Regions from separate parts of the Hordeum vulgare genome. Here region 1 is linked to region 2. Evidence: chromatin contacts called from public Hi-C data. All regions are on one chromosome and are shown on one strand. The core of a region is the stretch at or near the end of the contact, and the rest is flanking DNA. Distances in the headings are between cores, read along the strand shown.

What was found. A called contact is a pair of places that touch in the nucleus more often than the background predicts.
Region 1: a Hi-C map of seedling shows a contact between it and region 2, with 5 times the contacts expected there. The contact joins the promoter of LOC123408094 here to the promoter of LOC123410245 in region 2. A contact is called at or near these places in 4 of 6 Hi-C or Micro-C datasets (leaf and seedling).

What each region holds. Positions count from the first base shown.
Region 1 is chr7H:26,181,758-26,187,506 of MorexV3_pseudomolecules_assembly, reverse strand. It overlaps LOC123408094 (ribosome production factor 1-like), which reads right to left and starts at 1,290. Exons shown (of 13, transcript XM_045101290.1): 1 at 1,040-1,290; 2 at 869-957.
Region 2 is chr7H:25,872,167-25,877,578 of MorexV3_pseudomolecules_assembly, reverse strand. LOC123410245 (U-box domain-containing protein 35-like) reads left to right here and starts at 3,413. Exons shown (of 8, transcript XM_045103157.1): 1 at 3,413-3,825; 2 at 4,499-4,620; 3 at 4,708-4,829; 4 at 5,308-5,412. The coding sequence starts at 3,636.

The sequences.
Region 1 (5,749 bases), core at 41-2,540, 310 kb before region 2:
TCAATGTTCAACATCTAATAGAAATTCTGAAGGACAAAGGTCATATAGCTAAAGGACAATGGTCGTATGCACATTTTTTTTATAAGGGTAACCTTGTAGCTCTAAGGTTGTGAAAGCATCACATAGCTAATAGCAAATGGTACTGCCAATGACAAAAAATATGATGCAAAATAGATAAATTAGCTCTAAGGTAGCGAAAGCATCACATAGCTAAATGCTCTCACTTTGAAACAGAGATTATAAATATTATCAAAAGTTCTATATGAATTTGATGCAAGATTGCAAACTAATTCTGGCACCAGCAATTAAGTTAATCATTATTGTCAACAAGTATTAAGGAACATGATATGTGTCAACATGCAATCAAAAGAGAAATAAAACATAAACATGCATGTTCAGGAGCTAAAATACCTACCCTCCTCACAAAGCTGTAGAACAACTTTTTTTAGTACAAGCTAATCTTACTGTCGAATTTTAAGCCAAACCCCCCTGTATACATATACATGCTAGTGGTAGTACACAAGACAAAGTTTATGAGAGAAGACATGTCACATGTTCCTCTGTAGCTGAAGATAAGTGGAATTTGTGACTTCTCATCTCCAGAAATCAAACGACGAGCAACAACGAGTCCGTGTCTTCACTCATAAATTAGCATGAAACTATTTCTCCCGAAAGTAATATATAAGATCACCAAACAAAAGTCTGCACAAACTAGCATGAACATGACAGTGGAACTAGAGAAAGTACCAAACTAAGTACAGTAATCAACAGAACTATCATTCGCTTCTGACCAAGAACTTAGCATGAACTAGCTAACCAAATGAACTGACCATATACACTGACAGTTTATGAAAAGGTGTACACTGACAGTATACGCTGACAGAAACTACAATGCAGGCTTTCTCCGTCTTCTTGCGTACAGCCATGGTGAGGAATCCAAAGAATCATCTGTAAAGACTGCCCGCAGCCATGGTGAGATCTTCTTGAGACCGTGGCAGTGAAACCTAGGAGGACAAAAGGGGATGAGGTGGAGGACTACCGGAGATAATGCCGGTTGTGGCGCCGGGGAAGAGGCCTGCGGAGGAGGGGCGTCCAGCGACGGTAGGGATTGAGGCAGCACACGATGGGGGGAGGGGGGAGACCGCCGGGCTGGCCTTCGTGTCGAGGAGAGTCGACGTAGGATGGAGCCGCCGGGCGAGCAGCGTCAGCGGCGGATGTGGATGGAGGCGTCGGCTACGGCCGATGTGGATGGAGGCGGTGGCGGCGGGTGGAGGATAAACGAGGGTGGGGGTCGTGGGGGATTACGGGGGCTGGGCTGATCCGGTCTAAAACCGGCCCACCAAATGAAGAGTTGGGGGTTTTACGGAGTTTTGGGTTGGGGAGCAGCTAGTTATCCAGCGCTTTTTTTTGAAACGTAGCGATCGCTCCGGCGCGTCGCTACTTGACACGTTTTGAACATTTTCTTTGAATTTTGTTTTTTATTTTTTCGCACGCATTTTCGTCTTTTTTAAATGGTTTTCTGTAAAAAAAATTGGTGTTTCATTTTTTCACGAGTCATTCGTAACTTTTGGATAGATTTTTTTTGGAAAAAAATGTGTTTTAACACGTTTCTGCTTTTTTTTGCGAGTGACACGGTTATGTTTCCGCGAGATGCACGGTTTTATCTTCGTGAGAGGCATGGAAAACGCGTTTTTTTTTTTTTGCAAGAGGCACGGTTTTGCTTCCGCGAAAGACATGGTTTTGCCTTCGCGAGAGGCACGTCCGTGCCTTTCGGGGAGGGGAAAAACACATTTTTTGTTTTTTTGCGAGAGGCACGGTTTTGTTTTCATGAAAGGCACGGTTTTGCCTTCGCGAGAGACACATCCGTGTCTTTCGGAAAGGGAAAAAACGCGTTTTCTTTTTTTTTGCGAGAGGCACGGTTTTGCTTCCGCAAAAGACACGGTTTTGCCTTTGCAAGAGGCACACCCGTGCCTTTCGGAAAGGGGAAAAACGTGTTTTCTGTTTGTTTGTTTTTTCACGAGAGACACAGTTTTGCTTCCACGAAAGGCATGGTTTTGACTTCATGAGAGGCAGCCCGTGCCTCTCCCCGAAAGGGAAAAAACGTGTTTTCTGCTCTCTTTCTTTTTCCGTGAGAGGCATGGTTTTTCCGTCCGGTTTTTTCGTGAAAAATATGTTCGTCAAAACATATCAACATGGGATGTAGTTTTGAAGATCTAGACGTGAGAAAGCCAACGATGAAAACGGTTTGAGATTTGGACGCACGGTTTAGGAGATGAAGCGTATTGAAAATACGAATCTATGAAAAAAGGGAAAACTCCCAGGTTGCGACAAGTGGCACGCATGCAGTACGCCACTTGTCGCAATCTGTGGAGGTGAGAGTAATCGTTGAAAGGTGTGCTCGCTAATTAGTGATTTCGTTTGGGATGGGCTCGGATGATCCCCCTCAATACACTTGTGAACGAAATCATTAAGGCCTTGTTCAGCACAAGCTTTTTTCCAACCACCAGGGGTTGGGAATTGTAGGGGATTTGATGATTTGCTTGCCTTCACCCAATCCCTTTAAATCCCCCCACATCCCCTTTCATCCAAATCCCCCACATTCCCATTCATTCAAATCCCCTACGTTCATAGGTGGGTATTGTCTTTGTACTATTGGATAATCAAAATAATAATGTGATCTTTGTAGATCATCACAGCAACAACATAATTCTACATGCCTTGGAATCAGTATCTTATCATAACAACACTTTATCACAACCATAACATAATTTTGGGACAAAGATTATTGGATAATCAAAATAAAAATGTGATCTTTGCATCATAGCAACATCATAATTTTGCATGACTTAATTTTGCAGATCATCACATCAACAACATAATTCTACATCACATTCACGACAAACTTTTGCAACAATAATAATGCAACATAGTCACACAATAGCTTGCCCTTTGTTGATGTTTGCGTCCAAGGCTGGGTATTATTACAAACCAAGAAATGATGAGAAATGATGTTGTAATGGAGATGAGTTGCTCTTTTGATGTCATGGTCGTCCTTTTGGTAATCTTTCGTGAATCCATTTTTGCACTCAAGAATGGTATATATGATCTGCGCAACCATAATCAGTGGCCAATGTTTAAGTTCAAAGCAAGCAGAATAATCGTTTCAGAATTGTAATCCTAGATAACTCAAAATATTGCTTTATTGCAAAGATAATAAAGCCCTTGCAAAAAAATTATCTAGAAGAAATTAGAGTGGTTGTTTTCAGTATGAAACATAATAAAGCTCCTTGCAAAAATTAGATGAGCTACCAGTAGAGTTTTATGAGCACTTGTGGGACTTATCAGGGGGTAATCTTTTAGTTCTCTTTCAAGATTTCTATGAGAACAAGTTGTATTTGGCTAGGTTTAATTATGGATTTGTAACTTTGTTACCTAAATCTGCTAGTGCAAATAGTTTACAATAGTATAGGCTTATCTGCCTTATCAATGTTATTTTAAAATCTTTACAAACGTTATTAATAATAGGGCTTTTAAGAAAGCTTTATGCTCAGTTGTCCAATTAACAGAAAATTTGGATAAACACTTTAAGACTTTTAACTAAAATAGGGTTGGCAAGTTTACTATAAGGTATCTGTACTCTACTTTGAAACCTGAGCAGATGTTGTGTCCTCACAAGAAGATGTGGTAGCCTAGCTAGTATTCCTCTAAAACTTGAAATAAGTATCCTGGCTATAGACAATTTTAAGAGGGGGAATTTGAAAGCTAAAGACACTATATGTAGCTTTTTTTATTTTGAGGGAAACATATATCACTTGTTCTGTAAATGTATAGATATTTGCTAAATTCATGCAGGGGATCACTAAATAGCTTTGTATGTTCCAGCACATATTACATATAACAGAAAGTCATCTAGAAATAAAACAAAGCATTATAGTCAACACTTGAGAGCTCAAATCTTGAACATGCCTCATGGGACATCTGGCTCTGAAGCCACATAACAGCGGTCTCTTTATCATCATGAGCGGCATTTATGAAAATCTCACAGTTTGCAGCATCCTTGAAGACGTTGAATGATTTGATCTTCTCGATAAGGGTGACATCCTTCATTGTTTTCAACACATCCATGCACTTGGTGATAGAGAAATCATGTAATTTTGTTGCCTCTACCTTTTCATTGGCCAAGTATGTAGCTTCATCATCTACTTGCCTTTTCTTCAACTCTATATACTTCTCTAATGCTCCAGCAATCACATATCCACTGTTCTTGGGCTTCTCCTTCTTGGGCTTCTCTTGGGGCATCTTTCCTGAACCAGCCATTGTACGACCCACTTCTTCACTTGCATTGACATCCCCCTTCCTATGTGCAACATCCATTTGATCCAGCATTTGCAAGTCATCTTCATCATGTTGCACTTGATTCATCATCTCCAAGTCATCTTTTTTTTTATTTCCTCAACCTCTATTTCATCTTTAAAGTCTTCGTCAATTTGTGATGGTTGTGCAATGGATGTGAAATTATAGGTACCCTCAGCTGTGTGCCCTACAAAATGCATGTAAGTAACCAAGCAATAGGCAGAGTTAAGAGTTAAGAGGTAGCAATAGAAGTTGGTAAACTTACCATCATAGAGTTCTCCTATCAAGTCAAAGAGAGGAAACGATTTCTTCTTGAATTTCCCCATACTTGGATATGACTACAAAGAACCAGAGTAATAGATGAGTATTAGCTTGGTATAAAACTGTAGCCATATCTAAGGGTGGAATTAAAGAACTTACAATCAACAGATTGTCCCAAAGGTCGGTGTGAGCTTCTATCATACATCTTTTGTCATCCCAGCCAACACTGCTTTGCTTTCGAGCTTCTTTTAACATCCTATATTCTCTTTTGACCTCCTTCTCCTTATCTTGAATTTGAGGCTTTGATAACTTCACATGTTTGTGTTTTGCATGGAATTTTGTCACCATAACGTTCCAAGTTTCCTTGCTCCTTCCATTTTTCCCTCGGTGGTAAGGAGTATCTTGCTTCATAAGTATCTCCACCAAACCTTTTTCAATTCCTAAAATCCATTGTGCTCTTTGTTTCACATCTACAAAAGCCAATTAAAGCACGAGGCTAATAATCTTTTTTGGAAAATTCAAATCCAGATCAAATGGCTATGTGCATAAAAATACTTGTGACATGAAGAAATCATAGTGACAAACAAGAATACCTTTTGGAGAACTCTTTTTGGTAACCTTTGGTGAATCCATTTTAGCACCAAGAAGACCTTTCTTTCTTAATAAGGCAGCAACCTGTGCCAAGTTGAATTTGGGACATCCTTTTGCATACATATTTGTTTAGGTAAAAGCCAATTAACACACAAACTGAAGACAATCAATCAGTTGAGTTAGAAAGAGTCCATTAGATCCACAAACTTACAAAGGGTTAGTTATGTGGGAATTCATTCCACATTTGCATTGCAATTTCATCTCGCAAAGCATTACCTTGGGTGTTATTCCCTTGGTAGTTATCATTGTCATTGGGTACATTGAAAAAATCAGCCACATGTATGTTATTTGATTGCACTACAAGAAATATGTCAACTTGTTACCATCAATATTTGTCACTGAATGGTCATTGTTTTTGTTGGATCGAAAGTATGTGTAGTGGGGGTGATTAGACTACTTGAAAAGATAAAAAAATTGCCTTTTCCCAATTTTAGTTGAGAGGCAACTTCGGCAGTTATAGCAAGTCAAGTACACCCTACACATG
Region 2 (5,412 bases), core at 2,164-4,663:
ATAGATGATCATCACCGTGGATAGGTATTGCATGTGCGTAGGAAAATTTTTGTTTCCCATGCAACGTTCCCCAACATTTCTGAGGTTCAAACTCAATGGGTCCAATGTGGAAACGCTGGTGACACCAAATTTGTGAATGTGGAACTTGACAGAGTGGATATGTGGGGAAAATGACTGAGTGTTTTGGTGGCTAACTTTTAACATTTGAGCAATCAGTTCATTTTACTACATCACCCCCTTTTAATAGTATTGGCTTTCCTATGGAATCAAAAAGTGATTTCTCACAAATATAAAATGAAGAGTCTTCTAGCTTGAAGCTTAAGCCAATATTATTCCTTTCTTGCATCAAGGGGCATCTCCACAAAAACCTTAAGCCATAGCATCTTTTGAATTTTCCGAAATGTACTTGGAAAACACATTAGTCCAATGATGCATATGTTGTGATAAATTATCAAAACCACCCTAGGGAGAAATTGTGCTTTCAAGGCCCATGGGCCCCACAAACTCCAGGGGGCGCCCCCTACCCTGGGGCACGCCAGGCAGGCTTGTGGCCTCCTCAGCGGTCGGTTCAAGTTGTCCTTCAAGCACAAGGAAACTAATATCTGGATAAAAAATTGTGTTAAAAAATCTGCCGGATCGGAGTTACGGATCTCCGGCTATAAAATAACGGTGTTCGACCAGAAAACCAGGTTGTGGAACAAAGAAGAAAACAAAGAGAGATCCAAACTAGAGGGGCTCCCGTCCCTCGGGGACCATGGCAGCTAAGGGCCAGAGGAGGAATCCTTCTCCCATCTACGGAGAAGTCCAATCAAGAAGAAGAAGGAGGGGGACCTCCCCCCCTCTCTCCTGGTGGAGTCGGGGCGCCACCGAGGGAACCATCGTCATGACGATTTACATCAACAACTTCGCTGTCGTCACCTTCATCACATTCCCTCATCTATTATCAGCGGTCCACTCTTTTGCAACCCATTGTATCCCCTTTTTGAATATGGTGTTTTACTCTATATATTATTATCCAATGATGTGTAGCCATCTTATGATGTTTGAGTAGATCCCTTTTGTCCTATGAGTCGACTGATGATCTCGATTGGTTTAAGTTAAATGTTTTATTTTGGTGTTGTCCTATGGTGTCTCCCATGCCGCGCGCACTTTTGGGATTCTCAGTGTAGGGTGTTGCAATATATTCATGATTTGATTACTGACCGAGTTGCGTGAGCGATAGAAACACAAATTCGAGTGAGGGAATTGTTGCATATGGAATAAAGGTGACTTTACACTTAATGCTATGGTTGAGTTTACCTTAATGATCTATAATATTTACGGATGCTTGCTAGATTACCAATCATAAATTCATGTGATCCATGTACGAAAAGTGTGTTAGCTTATGTCTCTCCCTCATATAAAATTGCAATAATGATTACCGATCTTATTATCAAGTGTATAGGACAATTTTGCAAATCCGATCATCATTTTTCCACCCTCGTTATATTAACTTAATTGTTTTTTATTAAAAAAATCACCTAACTTTTGTTTCCATGTTCTTTGTTATATTGCCAGCATATCCTATTACACCTACAAGGTAGTTCTAGTTTATTTTTTGTACTAGATAAACTGAATATTAGTTTGCGTAGAGTTGTATCGGTGATCGATATAACTTAAGAGAACATTAGTTCTTTTTTAGCTATTCATTGAGTTTGACACTCTTATTTAACGAAAAGGCTGCAAACGATCCCTTATACTTGTGTGGTATCAAAACTTTCTCTGACATCGTTGATGGGAAACCATAGAGTAGGGTTGGTATTCTGGTGTGTGCTTGTTGCTTTATCTTTAAATAATTTTTCTTTTCTATCTTTTGTCATGAATAGAAAACGTAAAATAAAAAAGTAGGTGCACTTGTTAACAAAATAGTTGAGGAACTACCTATGTTGCGCTGAAGCTTTCTATTTGAATCATCTTGGATCATTCTATGAATAGAAAAAACCCAAATAGCTTAGTTAAGAAGAAAAGGCATTAGATGAGCATAGTACCTTCTTCACGTAGTGGTCGGCTCAAAAAATGCTTCCTCAATCTCATAATACAAGACCTTTTTGAACACTATATACCAGTATCAAAAAGACATCTTAACAGAGCAGAGAGAGTAAAATAAAACTGCACGTACCTGGGGCCCAGGTTGTCGCTGCCAATCTCGTGAGCTGCCGTGGCCGTGCAACTGCTACGGCGACAACAGTCCTCTCCACTTGACAACCTGTCGACCTGTAGCAGGATGGATATACTTTACTATGCAAGATGCCGGTTCATGACCAATGAGTCGTCGCCGCCGTCGTGGTCACCGTCCGTCGCCGTCGTCGTCGCGGTGGTGTTGTCCTATTCGAAATAGAAGAAAGACCTTCGATTGCCTGTGTTCACATGGCGTCCTTCCTCGCAAGTTGCGACTTGAATACTAAACAAAGATTAAATGCTTGAGGTATTTTTCTCGGAGCCCACGGCGTCCGTCCACTCCCTCTGGTCAAGCCTCGGGACGGATCATTGGTTCTACCGGGGCAGGTTGTCTGCCTCGTATTGAGCAGTGCCAACGTCACCCGGAAATCGTACATGAGAATGTATACGTGTGTACGTATATACAATATACTCTCTCCGTTCCTAAATATAAGTCTTTTAAAAGATTTCACTAATGGTCTACATACGAAGCAAAATGAATGAATCTACATTCTAAAATATGTCTATATACATCTGTATGTAGTTCACTAGTGAAATATCTAGAAAGACTTAAGTTTAGGAACGGAGGGAGTACAAGGCAATGTTTGTCAAATATCCTCGCAAAGAAAAAAAATAATAAGGTTCGATGTAGGTGGACACACATCATGCATCTACGAGTTTGATGAACTAGTATGCCGGCTAATGTCCCAAAATAAGCATCAAAGTCTAATTTACGGTTACCGAACCACACCATGTCGATGTTTTATAAACTTTCATTCCAAGGCAAATCAAGTTTTTTTCTCAAAAATAAACAACCTACATATGCATATGATGAAGTAGTATGCCGGCTAATGTCCTAAAATAAGCATCAAAGTCTAATTTACGGTTATTGAACCGCACGTGTCGATGTTTTATAAATATATATTTCAAGGCAAATCAAGTTCTTTTCTCAAAAATAAACAAAGCAAATTAAACCGTGTCAATCTTACTAACGCGTGGAACCCAACAAAAACGAAACAACATCGCATTTTCGCACAAAATTTATCGCATGGAGGAAAACCAAGAGGTAGCATTGGTTGAGTGGTTATCACCAATGCACTCAACCAATGCGTGTGTGAACCCGCGTGTAAGCATAGCAATATCGCTTACTAATTATTTTTTTCTCGTCCGTGTACACTGTACGCACACCCTCCAACCCTGCCCGTTGCAGTAATTTATTCCGCTCCAACCAACTTAACCGGAGACGCCTCCGCCTCCCTCTCAGAGGCGAGCTCAGTCCTCACTCCACGCCCGCGTCTCCTGCTGCCTCCTCCTCCTCCTCGCCCGGTTCCTCGGATCATCATCGTCACCCTCCCCATGGCTTCTCCGAGGCACTCTCTTTGATTAGGAGGGAGGGGGGGAAGAGGTCGATTCTTTCAGGGGACGACGTACGTTCGTCGATGGAGATCGAGGAGGACTCCGGCGAGACGGCGCCGGAGATGGAGGTGAGCACGGTGGCCATCGCGGTGAGCGGGAGCAGGAGCAGCAGGCACGCGCTCAGGTGGGCCCTCGACAAGTTCGTGCCCGGCGGGAGGGTCCTCTTCCGGATCCTGCATGTCCGCCCGCCCCTCACCATGGTGCCCACGCCAAGTCAGTCCTCTCTCTCATTTATTTTCCATTTCATCTCCGCCCACTGTCTGAATTCACAGTTAATGGTGTCTGAACAAGAAAAGAAAAGAAAAACAGTGTTAACAGATCATGAGCCTTTTGCTACTATGACTGCTAGTTCTTCTCTCTGACTTTTTTTTTCCATTTCATCTCTGCCTCCTATCAGTAAACTGTATGAGTTTACAGCTCTTGATGTCTGGACAAGATTTTTTTTTCCAGTTTTAATAGTCCATGAACCTTTTGCTACCATGACTGCTAGTTTACTTTTATTTTATTTTTAACTACAATTTCAGACTGGCATTTTTTTATTTTTTATTGAACAATGACTGGCATTTCTATGCCAATTGGATAGGTTAGTTTTGGTTTTGGTATTGCAAGCTTCATACTGTTAATCAGTCCCAATAATTGATCTTGGAAGTAGCAGCATCTATGAACAAATTTTATGGTTACAGTGTCACAAGGTCACACCCACCACTACCCAGGGGCACCAACTGCAGAGTGCAGAGTTTTGTCCTTTGGCGGACTGCATTATCGTTAGGTTGATGAATATGAACCTTTGTTGTACCAAGTGTGGGCAACATGTGATTAAGAATATACCTGCTGTTCCTAACTAATCATTCAGAACACTGACCTGCTCTTGTTCCTCTGATGACAGTGGGCAACTACATCCCGGTCTCGCAAGTGCGCGACGAAGTAGCTTCGGCGTACAGAGAAGAACTGGAATGGCAAGCAAGGAATATGTTGCTACCGTACAAGAAGATGTGTGCTCAGAGACAGGTTTCAATTGGCTTGCTAACAATTACGCAACTTAGCATGACAGTTGAGGTTCACACAAGTCATGATAGTGTTATGTTTGATCAACAGGTGGAGGCTGAAGCCGTTTTACTTGAATCTGATGATGTGCCTGCTGCTATAAGCGAGGAAATCGACAAATTCAACATTGGCAAGCTGGTCTTGGGCTCTTCGTCGAGAAGCATATTCCGAAGGTACATTCTGATTGTTGTCGTTTCAGCATAAGAAAACTTTTAGGATGATTAGCTGGAGCACTGTGATAATAAAATATAAATAGTCAGAAAAGCTTAAGCATTTGGTAGGATGATCATTGTCTTCTCATTTAATTCCCCAGCTACCAGCCTAACACTGAATGTTGCACTGCAACTACTTGACTGCGAGTTTATGTGGAATTTTGGACAAAATGTAAGATTAGTAGTAACTCTTCACCAAAAAAAAAGGCATTATGTGTTGTAGGGACTCCACTGACTACATGCTCCTTTAGCGTTGGTCAAAATTTCCAAAAGAAAAAATTGTACCAAAGGGAGTACTGCGCTATTTTAATGATGATTCGGCTTGACTAGGATTTCACATTAAGAGACAATTTTATGGAGTAAAATAAGTTTATCAGCAGTTATAATAAGAAACCACTGTGATACTAATCATGTGTTTGACATCGTTAACTATTTCTAGGAAGCTCAAAGGAAGCAAGACTGCAACCAAAATATCTGAATGCATTCCAAGCTTCTGTACAGCATACGTGGTTTCAAAGGGCAAACTTTCATTCGTGCACTCGGC